2 separate regions of the Mus musculus genome follow, and region 2 is linked to region 1. Evidence: chromatin contacts called from public Micro-C data. All regions are on one chromosome and are shown on one strand. Each heading gives the region's core, a stretch centred on a gene start, on an enhancer-like site or on the middle of the called end of the contact. The rest is flanking DNA. Distances are from core to core; before and after follow the strand shown.

The links. Hi-C and Micro-C count contacts between places; a contact is called where the count stands out from the background.
Region 2: a Micro-C map of embryonic stem cells shows a contact between it and region 1, with 4 times the contacts expected there. The contact joins the promoter of Bmp2k here to the promoter of Fras1 in region 1. A contact is called at or near these places in 6 of 39 promoter capture datasets (cranial neural crest, embryonic stem cells, hippocampal neurons and 3 more), 3 of 484 Hi-C or Micro-C datasets (embryonic stem cells and nephron progenitors) and 4 of 115 datasets of contacts at active chromatin or transcription factors (cardiomyocytes, embryonic forebrain, forebrain and 1 more).

The regions. Positions count from the first base shown.
Region 1 is chr5:96,370,381-96,377,664 of GRCm38.p6, reverse strand. Fras1 (Fraser extracellular matrix complex subunit 1) reads right to left here and starts at 3,710. Exons shown (of 74, transcript NM_175473.3): 1 at 2,780-3,710. The coding sequence starts at 2,852.
Region 2 is chr5:96,994,605-97,001,888 of GRCm38.p6, reverse strand. Bmp2k (BMP2 inducible kinase) reads right to left here and starts at 4,200. Exons shown (of 16, transcript NM_080708.1): 1 at 3,793-4,200. The coding sequence starts at 3,961.

The DNA.
Region 1 (7,284 bases), core at 2,461-4,960:
TGAGTCTCCAGAAAATGCTGTTCCGGTTTCCCGGATTCAGAAAGCAGCCATGCTTGAAGCTTCCCTGTGACTTTTTGATTTTATTAAGCCCTCAAATCACAGTTTATCAGCTTAGCAATCTTGAGGCAATATACGATAACACTACCATCAACCTGGTTATAAAAATTCATCTTTCTCTTGATACTTAAGATAAAATTTAGAACCCGAAAGTCTCAGCACAACCTTTTTTTTTTCCTTGCCTTTCTGGGTGTTGAACTCAGGGCCTTGGGCAAAAGCTCTACTACTGATCACTGATCTATAGCTCTCACCCCTGATCTCTCTATATATATCTGTCTATCTCTCTCTCCCGCCCTCTCTCTCATAATTACAAAGCATATTTAAAGCTATCACGACATAATACCTCCCTCATCTAGTTAGATGGTTCATTCAAGGTCAGCTAGTTCATCACAGAGGCTGATCTATTTAAGTTAATTGAAAAGAATGTTATTTGGCATTCCCTCTTCTGATTGGTGCTCTCGAGAACTCAGAGTGCCAAGAGCCAGGGTGGAGACAGAGGAGTTGCTGGAGCTGCTCTCAGAGTCACTAAAGTCGCTGTAGGAAGAATTCATTGGAGTACTGCACTCCCTGTTGTTCACAAAGAAGAAAACAGTGAGTTCTCCCATGAGCTGGCAGGCTGAAATGTGATGATATGGCCCGTCCAGCAAAGCATATGTAGATGCCTGGTTTAAAAAGTGTTCCCTGGGTGAATAACAACACTTAAGGGAATCTCTAAAGTTCACAAGTTTTCCGTCTCAATCTCTTTGCAAAGAGAGCCTTGACTGGCTCAAAGGAACAGCCTAATCAGAGGACAGCTGATTCGTATGTGTACGACCATCATCACACAAGTAAACAAATTAAATGAGATATGGTGTGTAAACTACTCGGCATAGCACGGGGAATAATATGTGATCCGTAGCTGGGTTCATTCACTCAGAGCCAAGCATCTAGGTTTGGTTGGGAGTTCTCGGACCTTTTGCAATCTAGGACCTAATTTGTGAGCAGATGCAGAATGCTCTGAAAGTGAGTAAAGAAAATAGATGCAAAGTTCTCCACCTTGTAAGGACACACACACTTCAGTGTGAGCGCACTTCAGACACTTTGCCAGCTATATCTACCAGCCCTCCAAAGAGCATACCCCATAGCCTCTTAATAATAATGGCTTTTGTCATTTCAAGAGATTTGCTTCTGAGAAACAGCATCGCTCCAACTGCCCCCTGGTGAGCAATCCAGGAGTGATAGCATAGTCTCTGTGTTGTTGGGATATAATTTTTAAATAAGAAACTGCCACCAAGTGTAACTGTAATTTTTCTGAGCTCTAAGTTGAAGTTTGAGGCGCCCGGGCTGACTCTCCCATCTGGTTAATTACTATAATTAAACCTTACAAGGTTGGGGTTTTTTTTGTATGCAAAAACCATGCACACACACACACACACACACACACACACAATTCTTTTAAAACAGGTTGTCCATAGTTTGAAAAACTCTGCACAGCTCCCCAGGCGTGTTTTTCCTGGAAATAGTATCTTTCTGACATAATTCCCACGACAGTGTGAGAAGGTGGTGCCTAAACCTGTGGGGAAAGTCCACGAGTGGACTTCCAAGGCCAGGCTGCTTGCTATGAGAAAAAAATGGTAAGGAAGAGAGGTGCCACTGGTCTGAAGACTGGAAGCCCACCTGAGATTTTACCCTCCTGAATCTCCAGTTGCCCCCTTTCAGCACCTATGATGCAGGAAAAGCGACACGTGCACGCCACTGCCTATATGATTTGCGACTGGGCAGGTGAACTCTTCCTGCAGCTGGATGAATAATGAATGGAGCCGGGAGTGGAAGCAGAAAGTCCAGAGCCCAGCCGTGGATGAAGTTGTCTCTCTCCCAGCCTGCCACCTTCCCCCTCTGCAAATGCTAACCCAGCCACTGTCCCCGCGGCTCTGAGCAGGTGGGAGCTCTCAGCGCGCCTAGGGGCGCGGGGGGGGGGGCGGGGCGGGGGGAAGCAGCACCAGACTCAACATGTCACACACACACACACACCCCTCATCAGATTTACTGATGTATTATCTGAGCTGAGATTACGAAAGCTATCCTGATGACAACACTCAAGTCTCCTTTCTCTCCCCAAGCTCTTGAAGAAGTGGACTGGAACACCCCCCCCCCCCCCGCGCGCGCGCGCAATGAAAACCTAGGGAGAAGAGAAGTGCATACATGCTCTTTGACCACTTTTTGTTCCTTGAGAAGCAGGCAGCCTCGTGCTCTCGCTCCCGAGTAAAATTTATTTCATTACAACTGAAATCTCAACATCCAGAATACTACTTATAAAATCTTAAGTGGTCTTTAAGGGGAGGGGGGGCGAGTTACTGGGGCGAGGAAAGCAAAATAGAACAGTGGAGCTTGGGTGAGGATTTTATTCCACAAAAGTGAGAGCAACTGCTCGCTTCTCACCTAGGTTCCGAGTAGTTGCTTTTCCTTGAGGAGTAGGGTAGAAGTGGAAGGAAGATTCATCCGGGTTCAGAAATATCACCTCAAAAGGCCACCCACCCGCAAAAAGCAAAGAGGAGGCCGTGGCCGGGCTGAGGTTTGACCGCAAGAGAAACCAGGAGTGGGGATTTCAGCTGAAAAGGAAATCCACTCCGTGTCCACCTATCGCCTCAAATCAAAACTTCCACCCAACAACCCACAGCACTAAACCCGGCTGAGTGTCTTAAACTGCACAGTCGAACTCACACGGGGTTCCGCTCTTTTTTACCTTCACAATTAGGCAATACTGCAAATTCCGCCAGCGCTAGGGCCACCCCGAGCCACGCTTTGAGGACACCCATCGCCGCCGCGGCACTCTCGCAGGAAGATCCCAGCCTTCAGCATCCAAGAACCTGCTCTCTGCCAAACCTCAGGCTGTGGCGCCGGCGCCGGGAACCGGGACGCACAGACACTGGGGAAGCGCTGGCTGCTGGGCCGGGAGCCGAGGTTGGCCGGGTGGACCGCAGAAGGATGCGGCCGACAGTAACACTCAGTCAGCCCCGAGGCTCACTGGGTTCTCCAGCAGAGCGGCCACCAACGTGAGCCGAGGCTGCGAGGAGGAGGCAAAGCTCAGATCGCCGCCAAGACTAGCAGGAAAGTTGCAGGTCAGCGGCTGCTGGGATTCCGCAGCATTGCCTCGGGCTAGACCAGTTCCTCCGGAGGTCCCCAACTGGCGAGCTGCAGGAGCAGGTTCCTCCTCGGCAGCTTTTCAAAGTTCTCTCGGCACGCCCCCGTCTGTCCGTGTAGCATCGGCCGAGGCGGGTCCCCGCGAACACGCCGGGCCGGGCTACAGCAGCGCTCGGGGAGCTGGGCGGTGCAGGGCCGCTGGTTGCAAACTTTGTGCGGCCCTGCAGGAGCTCCGGGACTCGGGGGCGCTGCAGCCGCACCGCACCACGCCGCCCGGCTGCTGCAGGCGCTTCCAGAGCTCCGCGCGGAAGGCGGCGCGGGGGGCGCTGCTGCCACTTTCTCGCGCCCGCCCCTCGCCGAGAGGAGGAGGGCAGAGGGGCGCGGCTTGCTCCACACCGACGCCCACCTCCCCGCACCGTGCACCCCGAGCTGCGCTGCAGGGCGGAGGTGCGATTACCCAAGTGGAGGTGGAGCCATAATTGTAGATGCAAGGAGGAAAGAGAGAGGCTGGAAAAGACCCCTCCGAACTCAATGCTCCCCAGATGAGGGGCCTGGAAACGCACAGGATAAGTCCCCGAGTGGATCCTCGCATTTAAAGCACGCACGCTCCGCCTTCCTCAGCCTCTCTCGCCTCCTTCCTCTCTCCTTTGCTGGGTGTGAAAATGGACTCAGAGACTACGAGCTTTGGCAAAGATTCCAGAGAGTCACGTGGGGAAGGGGAGCCGCGGTGAGGGGGTGGGGGAAGGCGAGAGAGCAACCTGATCCCCTTATTCATCCTGCAGGAGTTGCATTGGCTTTGTCTGAGGCGGGATCAAAAGTGGTCACACCGAGGGCGGGTGGAAACAGGAGGTTAGGTCTCCATTCAGACACTGTTGAGGGTACCACAGGAGAGGCTAGTTGGGGACAGGGTGCTCACACCCAAGTCCTAACTGCTACTTCTCCACCTCTCGTCATGCCCACTGCTGCTGAACACAGAGCCTGAAGCAGAGCTGACTGGCCATCTTCGCATTTTGGACCCTCAGGGGTTTTCCCTGCAACCTAGCAGTCTTGGGGCACGTGTGTTCTAGGTTGAGATTCCCACGGTGAGTGCACCTTTACAGCTTCCTAAAAGATGAAAACACCACACAGTCTGGGTGAGTCCAGCTGCGCCTCCAAATGTCAAAGACTGGGAAGCCAATGTCAGGGCAAAAGCATCCTGGTGTGCACACTGGAGGTAGTTGAGGGATAGGGTGGGGTCTGGTTTCCAGCCAGTACTGAGTGATAGCTATTTTTAGAGGACTAAATAAAAATAGCTGGTCCAGGTTTGATCATTTTGTAACTGGGGATGGTTACACGGGAGAGATACAGACTGGGTTTCGAAGGCCAGACAGAAAAGATTCTCTGTCTTGGCAGAGCTGTGACAGCTAGACTGTCCAGAAAGGAGTTTGAAGTGGCAGTGAACACCGAGCTATTCAGGGTGGTGGGCAGGGATCTTAGTAGACTCCAATATTGCTGACGATCATAGGGAAGGCCCATGTTCTAAAGCATGCCAGTAGTACTTGAATTCCTTGCTTTTTAGAATAAGAGGATGAAATGAAACTGAAGGGTCCCTGTAACTATCACCACTTAGGCACCGAAACATTTGATTAACCTGGGTGTGGCTGTTGAGTATTCAAAGGACTTAGGAATCGCCCAGCAATTCCTCGATGCCTCCCAGAGCCGTTGTGGGGACAGAGCGGTTTTATCTCTGTATTTGAAGCACATATGGGGACTCTGTAAACATTAGTTGAAAGAATGAACTGAATCAAGCCAGTAATCATCACCGCCAGAGTTCAGCCACAGCTTGGATGGAACCTGAGTCCTCCCTCCTCCCACTTCCCCCTCTTCCTCTAGAAACTATTTTCTCAGACCAATGGAAAGTACTGTCCAAATTCAGGTGGATACACCCTAACAATTCCTAACCCCTCCTAAACACTTTTTCTGTAGCCACCACTGACTAGGAGTAACTTAAGACAGCTGGTTTCCCTAGAATAAACTATTTGACTTCATTTTTAAGAAAGCATAGAACTGTGGCACCCAAAGGGGTCTCAAACCATCTTTTGGACTTGCTAAAGGAAAACAATCTTTAAAAAGAAAAAGGTGAAGGGAGAGACGGGAGCATTACCACGAGGTATTGTCATATACTACATTTGTGGTTCTTAACAAATTGTTCATAAAATGTCCCCTCCCCTTCACCAGAAGCCCTCCACCAGCTCCCATGGTCTTCTCTCTACCCCAGGAGCAAATAGTCCAAGGGTTCTCACTCCAAGAGCACTAGAATCCTGGTTCACAGGGAATTCTATATCCTTAATACTGTTTTTTTCATATGCCCACATCCCGTAACTTTTGTCACCATATCCCACAGTATCTTCTTTGATCAGCCCCATCCTTGTCTCTTCAAATTCACCTGGCCTCACTGCTGCTTATCAGGTAGATATTATAGACTGAACACTTTGTATCTAACATGGGACCCTTTGCTATGTAATCTGCCAGTAACTATATGAGACATGTACCCTTGTTATTTTCATGGACAAGTGCAGTGACTGATGGCCCTGAGTCAGATGGTTAATTACAACAGCACATTGAAACAAGCAGCATTACCTACTATGAGAGTCAGATGACCACATCTCAGTATCTTAACACAACAATTTGTCTGTCTATCCTGTCCCCTGGACAGTAGTGGACCCTACACCTTGTAACCTGGACACCCATGAGCCCTTCCTGTAGCCAGGCCAACATGGCCCATATGAAACACCTTCCTCTTCCAAGAATGAGCTGTGTGCCCACCCGCCACGACCCCTTACCAGGAAGACAGTGACAGGGACACATAGGTCGCACGTGGGGATTTAGTAAGTCCTCACCGTGCTGCTCTCACTGCTCATACTGCCTCAGCTTTCCTACGGACAGCAACACTCCAGCAGGACCGTCCCTGCTGCCACAGGGGCTTTGCTGATCTTTGTCCCAGAGTCCACTGTTTCTCCTGACTATCTCTCGTCTGCTTCCTTCTCTGTACTTCACTGACCCTCCTATGTCTCTCTCTCTCTCTCTCTCTCTCTCTCTCTCTCTCTCTCTCTCTCTTCCCTCTGTTTCCCTTCTACTCTGTACAGCCTCTTCCAGTCTCCCCTGGAGCTCTCTCCTCTGGTTTAGCCCAGCCTTTCGAGTTCTAGAGGTTTTAGTGCATTTCTTCTGGTTTGTCAGCTGTTGCTCACTTGCTGTGTAAACATGAAGTCCTGAGTTTGGATTCCCAGCGCCCGCATAATGAGCCTGGGCTGGGGGAAGGCTCCGTCCCTACCACTGGAGAAGCAGAGGTAGGGATTCCCCACCAGGCCAGACTAGCCAAATGGGTAAGTTCCAGGTTCAATGAGAAAACCAAGTGGGAAGTGATCAAGGAAAACACAAGATATCCTTCTATGATGAATGTTTTACACATCTCTATCTTTCTGCTCTTGGGAAAGTGATGCATCCTTCCTTATCTTTCTGTATTTCTTTCTTCCGAGCGTCCTGCCGATACTTGCTTCTGTCCGTTTCTATGTAGAATTTTTTGCATTGCTCATACAGTCAGTATATTAATCATTCTCTATGAACTCAGATACTGTTTTATAAAAAGGAAGAGGCAACTCATTGTTTTGTGGGAAATAAGTTTCCTTGTCGGTATCATTTGAAATGCACACAAGGTTAAAACCATTATTGCATTATGCCTAGAACAGCTTTACTGGAATAAAATGAGCAAACCCTCCCAGGTTTTAAAATGCATTTTTCTGTTTTATTTCCCTCACTCCAGGTAGCTAGCCAATTCTTGCACCTTGTTTAGATCACAGCAATTGTATGCGACAAGGGTTTTGTTTTGGTTTGGCTTTTGGTTTTTTGGGTTTTTTTTCTCATTGGTTGAATTCCCTGCCTTAGCAGTTGTTACATATTTTTAATACTCCTTCTGTGCCTTCCACAGCAGGAAGCTAGGCAGTGGAGGTCACTGGAAAGGCCAAATGGCCACAGCCAATAAAAACGCAGCATGGGGACCATCGTGGCACAGTTCATTTCTTTTTCTCGTGCAGGTTACATTGGCTTTCGGCTTTTAAGGAAAACCTCAGC
Region 2 (7,284 bases), core at 2,951-5,450, 620 kb before region 1:
TTATACTCCTGACATCCCCTTTAAGGCCATTCTCTACACTAAATATGTGGGTGGAAAAAATAACTATCCACAAGAACCAACTTCCTGAGTGTGGTGTGTGGCAAGCGCTCACACTTTGGGACTCAGCTACACTGCGAGTGTCGGGGCCAGCCAGAGCTACAGGAGACCCTGTTTCAAAAGAACAGAACTGAACAAACAAGCATTCTTCCTGCTCCCCTACACAAGCATCAAAACCCTTCTTTGGGATGGACAGATGGACAGCAAACCAGCCCTCCCTCTTAATGAGAGCTGAAAGGCTGCACTGAGTTATATGTGCTTGGCAAGTGGATGTTGTTTCACGCTAAGACGGGCAGGTGACTCTGCCTCATTTAAAAGCTCTAAGTCAGGATTAGTTCAACTCCTGAAACTGAGTCACTTTTTGAGAAAACACAAGAACATGCCTCGCTATGGTATCAGTCCTAAAAACTTTCAGTAGAAACTGAAAGCGGGAGAAGGGGAGAGATCCAAGCACGTTCAAGCATACACATGCTTGACTAGAAGGACAGGACATAAAGTGTTTCACAGAGAGAACTGCACCAACAGTTCAGCGCACACAGAAGTATGCCCCTGAACATGCTTTGGTTGCAGCAGCTAAGGTACTACTCAAATCCATGCACACGTGTGTAGGACAAGAGCCGGTCACCATTTCAGCACTCTCGCGTTTTTCAACTTGCTGAAACTCCCCAAGTCCCTATTCTTGGCACTTCTTGGCACTTGCAGATATAACGAATGGGCGGAAAGCTGAGTCTCTTCACTTGCATGTTCCTACTTTAGCTCTCTTACTGTCCGTCAGCAAGGGTCCTTTCCCGGCCACGGAGAGTGTAATCTGCTTCTCAGTTACTTTTTATTGGTGATCTCTGTGTTTAAAAAGGTTCCTGAGCACGGCACAAGCTAGAGTACACAGGTGCAAGAGACGTTCTGGTTTTCCTACAAAGAAAACCTGTGAGATAATCTTCATTTTGGCCTCAGCTAGAGATATGATATACTAAAGAAATCACTAACACGACACTAAACAAGGTGTCTTTAAACACAAAGGATAGGCACACATATAAATCAGCCGACCAGGATGCTGCGAAGCAAGGCTCTGTGGTACCTAACCCTGCCATTTCCCCTGGAAGCAGTGACTCAGTATTTGCTAAGCCAGTGTTCATTCCAACTTGTAGAACACAGTCAATTACAGAGTAAGACAGAGAGTGGTATATTGAAAAGACAAGCAGTCACGCTGAATGCCACGCCTCTTCACACACACTTGCCTCAAATGACAAGCAAGTCTGTCAATTATTGATTAATCATATTTATATGTGGACCAGACTTGTGCCTAGCATCTCACCTAGCCTGCAGAATGTTGAAAATTAAAGTGAATAGTCTTTCAGTTGTGTGCTCTAGAAAGGGAAGCCCAGCTCATCGGAAAGAAGCCTAGGGCCCTGCCTTCTAGAGTTAAACCTGACCCAGGAGCCAACGTGTAAACACAGGAAATTCCATCTTTCATAAAAGTTCCTTCAACCTTTGCTTCCACCTACCACCTGATCACTCATTAAAGCCAAGTAAGTACCTATTTTCATGGGTTTTTTTTTTCTTTGTTTTTGAGACATGGTCTCTCTTTGTAGCCCTGCTGTCTTAGAACTTATTATGCAGCCCAGGCTGGCCTTGAACCCACAGAGATCCACTTGCCTGGTATTAAAAGAGAACACCACCACGCCCAGCAATTAATGAAATAAATTTTAATGAGGCAGAAACCAAAAGGTAAAGTGCTTGCCAAGCAATTATCAGGACCTAAATTCAGATCCCATCCCCAATTTCCATGTAAAAGCTGAGCACTGTGGCCTTCTTCTGGGGGCCCCCAATGCTAGCAGAAAAAGAGAACAGGTGGATCACTGGAGCTCACTGACTAGCCAACCTCGCCAGCCTAGCCAGCCTAGCTCTGAGTGCAATCAATGTCTTAGAAACTAAGGTGGAAAGCAAGTGAGGAAGACAACGTTGTTCTGCACACAAGTGTACACAGGCATACACATGCATGCACCCACAGGCATACACACACACAGGATACACACCACGAATACCAAACAGAAACACTTAAAGCAAAAGTCAGTGGAAGCCGTGCATGTTGATAACAACCTGCGTACGAGCCCAGCACTAGAAGGCTGAAGCAGGAGGATGGAAAAGTCAAGGCTTGCCTAGTAACTTTAGCAGAACTGTCTCAAGTCTGGTGTGACGGGCCTACCTTCATGTGTGTGTCCTCTTGCACATGCACGCGTACACACACACACACACACACACACACACACACTGAACACTCTAACAGTGATATCAATGCTCCGTTACTGAGTAACAGAGTGAGGGCTATAAGATTTACAGTCTACTGATGAAATGTTAGTACTTTTCTTAATACTAAGAGACCTGAAACTCAGTGAGAAGGGCTAACACCATTCAAGCTACACTTCAGTGTACTACTGAACAACTGACAGTATACTCGTGAGTTGACAGCCACCGATGCTAACACCTACCCAACTTAGTTCACACTTGAAATTCCTCTTGAATCAATAGCTAGCAAAGTTTGCAATAGAACAAACCTATCAAAACCACTCAGAAACCCTTCTCAAAATCTGGCAATCTCGTCCCTCCACTTCACCAATGTTCAGAAGGGGGGGGCGGTGCTGTTAATGTGAACAATGGCCTACAAAATCAAGACACACACTCCTGATAATGTAAGTCTGCTTTTCCTTTATTTTATAGACAGAAGCCCTCAGCTCTTTCTTGTGCTGGTTCCTTTTGTTCATGGAATTTCAAAACTACAAATGGGAGCTGCCTTGTTTTTCAAACACAGAATATCAAGACGGCTCCCTACAGTCTCTGGTTTTCTTATTCTTATTTTTAAGTCACTCACATACATACAAGAGATTATTTCTCAGGGACTTTTTCAACATATTTCTTAATATTCCACATTCAAAACTTCAGAGGTCAAGGCATGCAATAAGAAATCAGAAAGTATTTTCTACAAACCAATTACACCAGAGATACAAAACTAAAGTCAAGAAATATTTTTAACACGGAGTAAACTTTGTTTTCCCTAGCTATGCTTTTACACGCTGTCATAACCTCCTTCAGACAATAAAAGAGCCACCAAAACCTCACATGGAAAAGTTAAACTGTTCCACTTTGCCTGTTAAAGTACTAACAAAATGACACAGAGAGGACAAAAAACGGGACCTTGTGTGAAGATTCTAAACAACGAAGATAAACGTGCTTCAAGTTTACTCCCACACGCCACCCCTAAGCAGCCACTGAACTTGGAAGACCGTGCCAACACACACACACATACACAGAGAGAGAGAGAGAGAGAGACATATTATCTGTATACATATAGCCATATACAGTGGTTTGGGAGTCCTGTTTTGTTTTGGTTTTTAGCAGAAACAAACCCCAGCGGAGTCCACCGCCCTGGAAGTCCGGGAGGCTCGGACCCGAAAGCAACGCAGGACACCGGCCAGACAGTGTCCCAGCACTGCTCCATCTGACCCCCTAATGAGTCACGGGTCCAATCATGACACCACATCACTTACTGGGACGTCTTCTATTTCTTTCCTCGCGCCAGGAAGAACAGAGAAAGATTTCAAACTCCTAAGCAGGCAATCGTGCCCGCACCGGAGCTGCCAGCGGCTTCACACCGGAGCCACTGTCCAGCCGCCGCCGGGCCGGCCCCGCAGCCGCCGCCACACCCCGGCCTCCCTCACCTGCCTCCCGCCGCGCCCGTACCTTCGGCCAGCGACTCCTCCAGGGTGACCTGGTAGCGGCCGACGGCGAACACCCGGACCCCCATGGACGAGCTTGCGAAGCCGCCGCCGAGCCCGCCGCCCGCGGCCCCGCCAGCCGCCGCCCCGCCGCCGCTGCCCTCCGACTTGGGCATCCGAGAGAACTTCTTCATGGTCCCGCCGGCGCGCTGGAGGGCACCAGGAGGGCACTAGGGCGCGCGAGGGCGAGAGCCCAGACCCGCGCGTCGCACAGCGGAGCGCCGGGCGCGGCCGACCGTCTTCGAGGGGTCGCCGCCCTTCGCGCGCGCGAGCGTCGGTGCGCAGCGGCTCGCCGCGCCTCACATTCCGCGCGTCCCGAGCGCGCAGCCCTGGCCGCCCGCTGCAGCTGCCCGGCGCCCGCAGAGCCAGCGGGGAGGGCGGGGCCGGGGCGGGGCCGGGGCGGAGCCTGGCGCGCGGGGCGCGAGCTGCCCGGGAAGAGGGAGGGGCCGGCCGAGGGGGGCGTGGCGCTAGGCCCGGCGGCCTGCGTGCCCTGGAGACCGCAGCTCGGCCCGGCCCGGCTCACACCGATGCCGCCCGCCCCTTGCGGCTGTTGGGGGGCGCGGCGCCGGTGCCAACCGCTTGCAGAGCCGGGCGCCGAGCCCCGCGCGCAAGCGCGCTGTCCCCGCCGCCGGAAGTGACGGTTCCGGCCCGTGTCACGTGGAGGAGGAACGGGCACATCGACGTGGGGGCTGGGGCTAGGGGTGAAGTCCGGGGTCCGGGTTATCAAGGAGGTGGAACCCACGCGGATCGGTGGGGCTACTCGGGTTGGAATTGTGTGTGCCGCTCTGGAGTCCTTAAATGCCGCCAGCAGCGTGACCCACTCTCGGAAGCTGCCGGCTTCGAGTCTCAGCCAGTTTTCCAGACTCTATCCCGAGAGGATCGGTTTTCCAGGGCTCCCCGGAGCGTGGGCGGAGGAGCAGCGCGAAGCTCGCAGGTTCCCACGGGGCGACTTGCGAAGCCCAGGTGTCCTCGCACTGTACCGGATGTTTGCTCTCAGAAGCGTTCTGCGGTTTAAGAATTACTTGGGAGAGCTTTAAAAGCTCTGTGTGTACAATGTCGGAGCCGTGCGATTGTGTTCAGAAAAAGATATTAAGATTTTTAAATATCATTAATCGCCATTGGCTGGAGAAGACGTAACCCTGTCGCCCAAGGTCACACAGCTGGCTTGTGGCCTGGAGCATCAAAAGTCTTAGTTACTCGCTTTCAGCCATTCTGAAAAAGTAGGTTAGGGTCAGATCCTTAGTCCAGGCCGGCAGACTTAGGACTGTTTGGAAACAGAGGCAGCACCAATCTCTGACCCCACCCGAACAAAAGATTCGCCCGTTGGAAAAAGAACTCCCGATTGCCTCACTTTTCATAAACTGCAAGAGTCTCATGCCAGTGGGAAGGGCACAGGAATTCGGGCAGAGGGCATGTGGGAGTGGAAAGGATGGCAAAATGGAGAAAATGTGCAAAGAGAAGGATTTTCGCTCCAGCCCACTTCCTGGACATGGAGTCACATACAGCCTGAGCTGGCCTGGACCTCATTAGCTACCAGAGATAGCCTTAAACTTGTGATCTTCCTGTCTCTGCCATTGTGCCCCCTAGTACTGGGATTATGAGCAAGCCTCGCCATCAGGCCTAGCTTGGCCTCTATAGAAAATAGGTTCGGTAGCCCGAGGCTAATTCTAGCTGAAGCAAGAGAACCACGAATCGGAGGCCAGCCTGGAATGCATGCCAAGATCTTTTAATTTAAAATAATAATAACGGTGCTTGAAGTTCCCAATTTCTTAAGCTAAAAAATGTAAATTTTTCTCTCTACCCATAGTGTAATATTTCTCCAATTTTCTCAAATATCAGCCTAATGATGTTTTCTCCGCCGCTGTTTTCTTTGTCTTTTTAATGAGGTACGGGCAGAGACATTAGGAAATATGCTTATTCAAAAGACAGCTTATAACCCTCTGTTCACTCTTCTCTCTGCTGTTTGAAGAGAAGCTGTTTGTCCGACACACACAGGGCTCCAGATTCAGGCATTTCTGCCACATAACCCACTAAACTGACATTCTTCATCCAAAGGCCTGACATTTAAAGTACATTCCAGCTCAGTGGAAGTCGGATTACATGTCAGATGATTGATGTGTTGTGGCACTTGGGAGTTTCCATTTAGAAATGAGCTGGCCATCTTCCTTACTGTGAGGAGTCTTAGGAGTCGCCTTTCTCCAACAGTTAGTTGTGGTTTTTTTCAAGCAGAATAGTGGAGAAATCTAGTCATTTTGTGCGATTCAAAACTGGATTGGCTTAACAAGCAGTTTGGGCCTCACACAACTTAACCTCATCAGAACACGAGAATAAAAAACCCATAACCATAAGGCCACCATTGCTTTGGTAAAGAAAAGCACTTCCTTGAACCCACAGATCCTGACTGGGGATTTTGAAAGTTAATGTTTAGGACCCTACTGAAAACAAGTCACCACCAAGGCATCCATTGAGTTTCGAGGAAATGTGCATGCAAGCCTGAAAACCCGAGGTCAGTCTCTGGGACACATGGCACAACCTCAGCTCCTGTAAGCTGTCATCTGACTACACACACACACATATATACTCCTAATTCATAACTGTTTGAAACTATTCTTTAATTAAAGGGTGGTGAGGCCCTGGAAATGGCTCAGCAGGTCAAGGCATTTACAGCACAGGCCTGGTGATGTAAAAATTTACATAATACTAAAACATCTGAGAAAAAGGTTTTAAGATACTGAGCTGTTCACAACGGCACATTTAACATGAAACACATTTCTGCAATAGAACTTCAGCTACATCCTGACCTGTTTACCACTCTACTAGGCCGAATGAATATGGAGAACAGGGCCTAAAAATGAGACATGCTAAAGTCTCATGTTAATAGCCAACTTTATTCAGAGCATCAGACAATTTATATCCTGAGGGTTAAGCAGAGTCACATGAGTAATGTGTACAATTACAAACCCAAGCCACACATGGTGAAAACATGTTTTTCCATAGGAGCATGTGAATAGCAACAGTCAAAGTAAACTACCTGCTGCACCTGGAGGGCCACAGAAATACACTCCGAACATTTCTCTGTTTTAAAGAAGAGTCTGTGACTCTTCTCTTCTTGGTGTTTTCTCACACTCAGAATTCTCTCATGACTCTAGTGTCCTGACACTGTTATGTTTTTTTCTGAAGGTTTTTTTAACTATTGCTTTATGTATATAGATATTTTGCCTACATGTATATCTATGTAGTATGTACATGCCTAGTGCCCTCAGAGGCCAAGAGAGGACATTGGACCCTTTTGAGCTGGAATTACACACAGTTGTGAGCAGTCAGGTGTGTACTGAGGACTGAACCCTGTTCCTCTAGAGTACTCTTAAGAAGTGAGCCATCTCTTCTGTCCACTGACCATGCTTTTAAGAGCAATTTTAAGTAGTCAACAACTTTACCATCTGGATGTATTCCTTGG